Linked DNA regions of Rattus norvegicus: region 2 is linked to region 1. Evidence: chromatin contacts called from public Hi-C data. All regions are on one chromosome and are shown on one strand. The core of a region is the stretch at or near the end of the contact, and the rest is flanking DNA. Distances in the headings are between cores, read along the strand shown. Region 1 has its middle 18 kb from the start of Igfbp7. Region 2 overlaps Igfbp7 (insulin-like growth factor binding protein 7).

Region 1 (2,700 bases), core at 38-2,537:
TAGTAAGATGCTGTATTGATTACTTTCCTATCGCTGTGCTAAGACGCCATGACCAAGGCAAGTTACAGTAGGAAGAGTTCATTGAGGCTTATGTTCCAGAGGGATAGAGTCCGTGACAGAGAACAGAGGGAACAGATGTGTCAGACCTGGTGGCTACAACAGGAGCTGAGAGCTCGCATCTTGAACCACAAGCCCAGGACAGAGAGCAAACTCAAGATAGTATGAGTCTTTACATTCTCAAAAGCGCGTCTCCCATAACATACTTCCTCCAACGAGGCCACAGCTCCCAAGTCTCCTAGAACAGTACCGTCAACTGGGACATCAAGTATCTAACAAGATGTGTATGTTGGGGGTCGGGGGAGGCTGACCAGTATATACTGGATGGATTAAAAAGAATATCACTCACTCATCCCCTGCAGATGAAACAAGGCTGAGTCAGGTTTTTTAGATTATTCTTGATTTTTGTTGTTGTTTTGCGAAATACTGATTCTTGGCTCTAAGTCTCGCGGTTTCTGGTTTTCATTACTTGTTTTCTGTAACTGAGGTAAGACGCCGTCTTCAGTACTTCACAGCTTGAAGGTTAAAAGTAGTGCACTTAGGGCTAAGGTATGAAGGCACCAAGGAGGTTAAGAGGAGAGTTAGACAAATAGAAGCTTCCTGCTGAGCCCTGAGGGATAAGCAAGGAGGCTCTTGGGGGAGGAGACTGGTCCCTCCACTCTTTGGAAAAGGTTCCTTTCCTTCCCACAGATCCTGAGTAAACGTTTAAATCAACTCTTAAAATCACTTAAAATAACCTCTAAAGGAGAAAACAGCACAGCCAGTTTCCAGAGAAGCCCAGTCAGATTTCAACTTCACTCCCACCTTAAAGGCCTCCGGGGAAAGAAAGGGGGTTTGACAAAGGCCTCTCCCGGAGGCTGAGCTGGTGGGTAGATGGGAAAGTCTGTAAAATGGGATTTGGAGGGAAGGAAGAAAGGCAGACAGACAGGAAGGTTGGAAGGAAATTGGTCAGTCTGTCTGTCTGTATGTATGTATGAGCTGTTCCGGAAGGAGCACACAGCTTGTTAGGTACACATGCCTGTGAAAGGCAGGACAGGAGAGGAGAACAAGCCACCCCACTGTCAGCCAAACCCAGGCAAGGCACAAGAGGAGCCGAGCTTCCTATCTGAAGATGTCTACCATGTGGGAGTGGCTGGCATCCAGGATTCCAGGCCTGGCTGGGGTTCAGAAGCAAGACGATTCCCAGAATTGAACCCAACAGAAAAGGCCAGACTCCAAGAGTGAAGGAAACAAGAAACCCGCCTCTGGGGAATTCCAGAAATTAGAAAGAGCTCATGGGAACTCTGGAGGAGATCGGGTCTTCTAGAGCCTCAAAAGAGACACCGCTGGAGGGCAGGATTGCAAAGCTTCTCTTTAAAACAATTTTAACAAGCCTCTCATCCTTAGAAAATAACAGGATTTATATGGGTGTTGCCAGAATATTAAAAAAAAATGCAGAGCCAAATTTTTCTTTAAAAAAAATTCTAGTGCAGAACAAAGAACACAAAATAGATTTGCCAATTGGGGCATGTGTGCAAAGGCCAAAGTAGAGTCTGACATATTAAAGAAATGAAAAGACTTAGGTTTTATTAGGACAGAGAAAGCCATGTGTTGTTTTGAAAGGAATTTCTGTATTGGGCAGCCGAAGCTAGCAAGCTTCTGATTGCCCAGTGGCAGCAGTTACACGCGTGAGAACAAAGCCATGGCCATCGTCATGTTGCGATGTAAAGTTACAGCCAGCTGTTTCCCTGGCTTGAGCTGAAAAGAAATTCCCTGAAGCAGACAGCTGGGACCTAAGTGGTCTCTTGGCTCCATGTTAACAGACTGTGCCAGCAAAGGCTCCATTTCTGTGAGAGAGTTTTCATAGCAGAAACTCTCCATTGCCCAAGAATGTTTAAGAAGCCAAGAATAAGAATCTCAGTTGGTTCGGGGCAGATATACCTGGAAGGGGGTTGGTTTCGTTTGGTTTGCTTTGAATCGTTGTTTGGTTGGTTTTTAAACCAACAGGGTCTCTCCCTGTAGCACAATCCAGTCCAGTCTAGAACTCATTATGTAGATCGTGCTTGCTTCAGACTTGTGGCAATCCTCCTGCCTCAGCCTCCCAAGGGTTAAGAACACAAGCATCAGCCTCTCCACTCAACTGGAAATAGCATATACTCAGTTCTCAATGAGCCACTTCTGGCTACCACTATGGGTGTAGAATCACCCAAAATCTGTGACCGAAAGAATGTCAAAGGTTGGTGAGATGGCCTCTGAGAGACACGGGAATCTGGAAAACATCTGGATCTATCCCTCATTCTGATGAGTAACGAGATAGAAGATCCTTTCTCCTAGACAGGCATAACCGCCCCTAAAAAGACCTTCTTAACTCTCTGCCGATGGCCTCCTGGACACCTCCACAGGGTCTGTATCCCATTCTTAGAGCCAGGCAGGCCTCCACTGATAAAAACCAATTGTTTATTCTAGCTTGCCCATATAAAAGACACAGAAACCTGGTATTTGATTTCCAAGTTGTAAACCTCAACTGGGCAGAGTCTATGCTCTTCTCCTCTGAATCCAAACCGTATGACCCTTGCTACTTTCTGTTTTGAGTCTTGTCCAGGCTGGTTTAGCTCCATGGCTCTCTCCTCAGTGTGTACTTCTCTCAGCCATTTGCTCCTGGTC
Region 2 (2,700 bases), core at 179-2,678, 72 kb after region 1:
AAGGAAGTGGAGCATCAAGCATTTCAGAACTGAAATTTCTCGGCGTCAATGGGAAAAATGCCAGCTAACGCAAAACAGCTGGTAAAATAAAACTCACTGACGCTCGCCCGGCTGGGGAAAAGAAGACGGCGTTGTTAGATTTCTGTGAGATAAACAGATTTTCCCTACTAATGGCGTTTGTTGTTGTGTTGGCTGGTTTGCTTAGTCCAGTTCTTGCCTTCCCTAAGAAGACTGTAATATCACGCTGGCGGCAGGAAGAGGCCTGTTTGTCTAGGCCTTTGAGATGCACTTCAGATAATCCACAGAGGAGAGGGCCTCACACACAAGGATTTGCATTGTCAGATCCTGACTGATGATGAGTTCCTAAAAGATGGACATAGCTTTCTGGCTTCTCTTGTAGGTCCTTCCATAGTGACGCCCCCCAAGGACATCTGGAACATCACTGGCGCCAAGGTGTACTTGAGCTGCGAAGTCATCGGAATCCCAACCCCTGTCCTCATCTGGAACAAGGTCAGTAATGCAGGCCTCAGGGGAGCAGCATGCAACCCAGAAAGCTTTTGGCATCGCCCAGGGCAGTGGGAATACACAGTGCAGTCTGCATCAAGGCCACCGCCCCACAGCGATGAAGCCCGTGGCAGCTGTACCATCTCTATGTTAGCAAGTTATCTTTCCCGACCTCCATCAGGCCAATCCTGATTTTGGTAGCAGTGTCCAAGCAGGGAGTCTGAGAAACTCCCAACGAATCATGGGAATATCTAAACCCGCTGTTTTCGTTGCTTTTGCCTTGCTGTGACCAAATACATACCTGACAGAAACATTCAAGGGAGGAAAGGTTCGTTTTTTGTTTTTTTTTTTTTTTGGCTTCCAGGTTGAGCAGGGAAGACATGGTGGTACTCATTCTGTGGCGGCAGGACTCTATACCAGAGGCTATGAAGTAAAGAAGCATCTTCAAACTCATACTAATAGAGGAAATTTAGTTTTAAGTAAAACAGCAAAACCAGACACTCCTTTTTAGCTAGTTTGCTTCCTCAGCAAACTCAAAAAATGGGCGATAGTGTCAATTATTTTGTGTGCTTGTTGTTTGGTCAGAGAGGGGACCTCTGGGACTCTGGGGACGGCGGGGCAGGGGTAAGGGGGAGGTCTCATTGTCAGAAGTCTCTGGAACAGATTTCAGTTCATATAGCTGAGGGGAAAAAAGAAAGAGAAGGCAGTTCCAGCCGCCGGGCACAAATGTGATCAGGACTGGACTTCTTGATCTCTGCTCTCCATCTGTCGGCCTCACTTTCTCCTTCAGAGAGCTTCCTCCGCAGAGGGCAGAATTACCGTCACAGTTTAAAGACCTCAGAAGCAGCCAGAGCTTTTCCCACTGCCTGGTTAGAAGCCTTAATCTAGATCAGGGCTCCTGGCAGCCTCTGGCGCCCCCGTGTGGCCAGAGGAATGCGGCCACTACGAAACTACCGGGCTTAAGCGTGGTTACCAGGAGACGCCTGGACCATGGTGTGGGCAGAGGTGACCTAGTTCTAGTACAGCAAGCCGATGACCCAGTTCTAGTACAGCTAGCTGTCCTTCACAGCTGAAACTTCCGTTAAATGGAATTATGGGACTCTTGCCTCTAAATTGTGCTTCGGAAAGAGATATGGAAGGGAAGTAAGGCATACCACTAATGTACCCTATGTGCTCATCTGGGCCTTCCCCCTAGCAGCTTATGTTCCCCAATGCGTATTTTGCGGCCAGTGGCTTGTGAGATGGGGGAGCATGGCCAATAGTTTTCAAGGAAAGCTGGCAAGCTTTGTTGCTTCTCAAGGGTCTCCACGGAATTTACGAATGAGAGGCCAGGGTGACTCGAGGACCCGAACTATATAGCCTCATTGCCAAGTATTGCAAAGAATAAGGTCTTCAGGCCTGGCTCTGTGGCACCCTGGCAAAATACACATAGATCCCAGGGGAAATGAGTTGGCCTTGGGAGGCTTTGAAGTTATATGGCTCTCCTTGGAATGCCAGACACCAGACAGAACTGGGAAGCTAGGGGGTTGGAAAGAGGGAACTAAGAGAAAAAGTTCACAACTGCCTCCGACTCCCACTCCAGGACATCCAAAGCCCTCTTCTGGCCCCTGAGGGTAGACCCAAATTCACAGATATTAATGTACATTAATGAGAATTAAAGTAAAATAACAGGGGTTGGGGATTTAGCTCAATGGTAGAGCGCTTGCCTAGCAAGCACAAGGCCCTGGGTTCGGTCCCCAGCTCCGAGAAAAAAAAAAAAAAACACAAATAAAGTAAAATAACAGGGGGCTGGAAAGATGGCTCAGTGGTTAAGAGCACTGGCTGCTCTTCCAGAGGTCCTGAGTTCAGTTCCCAGCAACCACATGGTGGCTCACAACCATCTGCAGTGGGAGCCGATGCCCTCTTCTGGTGTGTCTGAAGACAGCGACAGTACAGTCATATACATAAAATAAATATTTTTTTAAAAAAGGTAAAATAACGGTGCCAACAAGAAGTGGCACCCAAAGATGGATAGAGTTCTGCAGTTATTGGCACTTTTCTTCTGTATTCCTTATTTACAATAGCAAAGGTTCTGGAAGAATCTGTTGCACCCAAACTACACTTGAGCTAGGTGTCACGGCGAATGTTCTGGGGAGACTGAGACAGGGTGGTGAGTTTAAAGCCAACCCAACTGTATATCAAGAGATCTTGCAAAAA

Evidence for each region. Hi-C and Micro-C count contacts between places; a contact is called where the count stands out from the background.
Region 2: a Hi-C map of psoas muscle shows a contact between it and region 1, with 2.5 times the contacts expected there. The contact joins two enhancer-like sites. A contact is called at or near these places in 2 of 12 Hi-C or Micro-C datasets (frontal cortex and psoas muscle).

Annotation. Positions count from the first base shown.
Region 1 is chr14:31,072,459-31,075,158 of GRCr8, forward strand. No RefSeq gene overlaps it. Among named protein-coding and RNA genes, the nearest start is that of Igfbp7, 18 kb to the right of the region's middle. Within about 2 kb of position 1,288, at least 18 of the 93 cell types and tissues checked have an H3K27ac peak or open chromatin away from gene starts, as enhancers often do.
Region 2 is chr14:31,144,498-31,147,197 of GRCr8, forward strand. It overlaps Igfbp7 (insulin-like growth factor binding protein 7), which reads left to right. Exons shown (of 5, transcript NM_001013048.1): 2 at 401-510. Among named protein-coding and RNA genes, the nearest start is that of Trnac-gca38, 33 kb to the left of the region's middle. Within about 2 kb of position 1,429, at least 14 of the 93 cell types and tissues checked have an H3K27ac peak or open chromatin away from gene starts, as enhancers often do.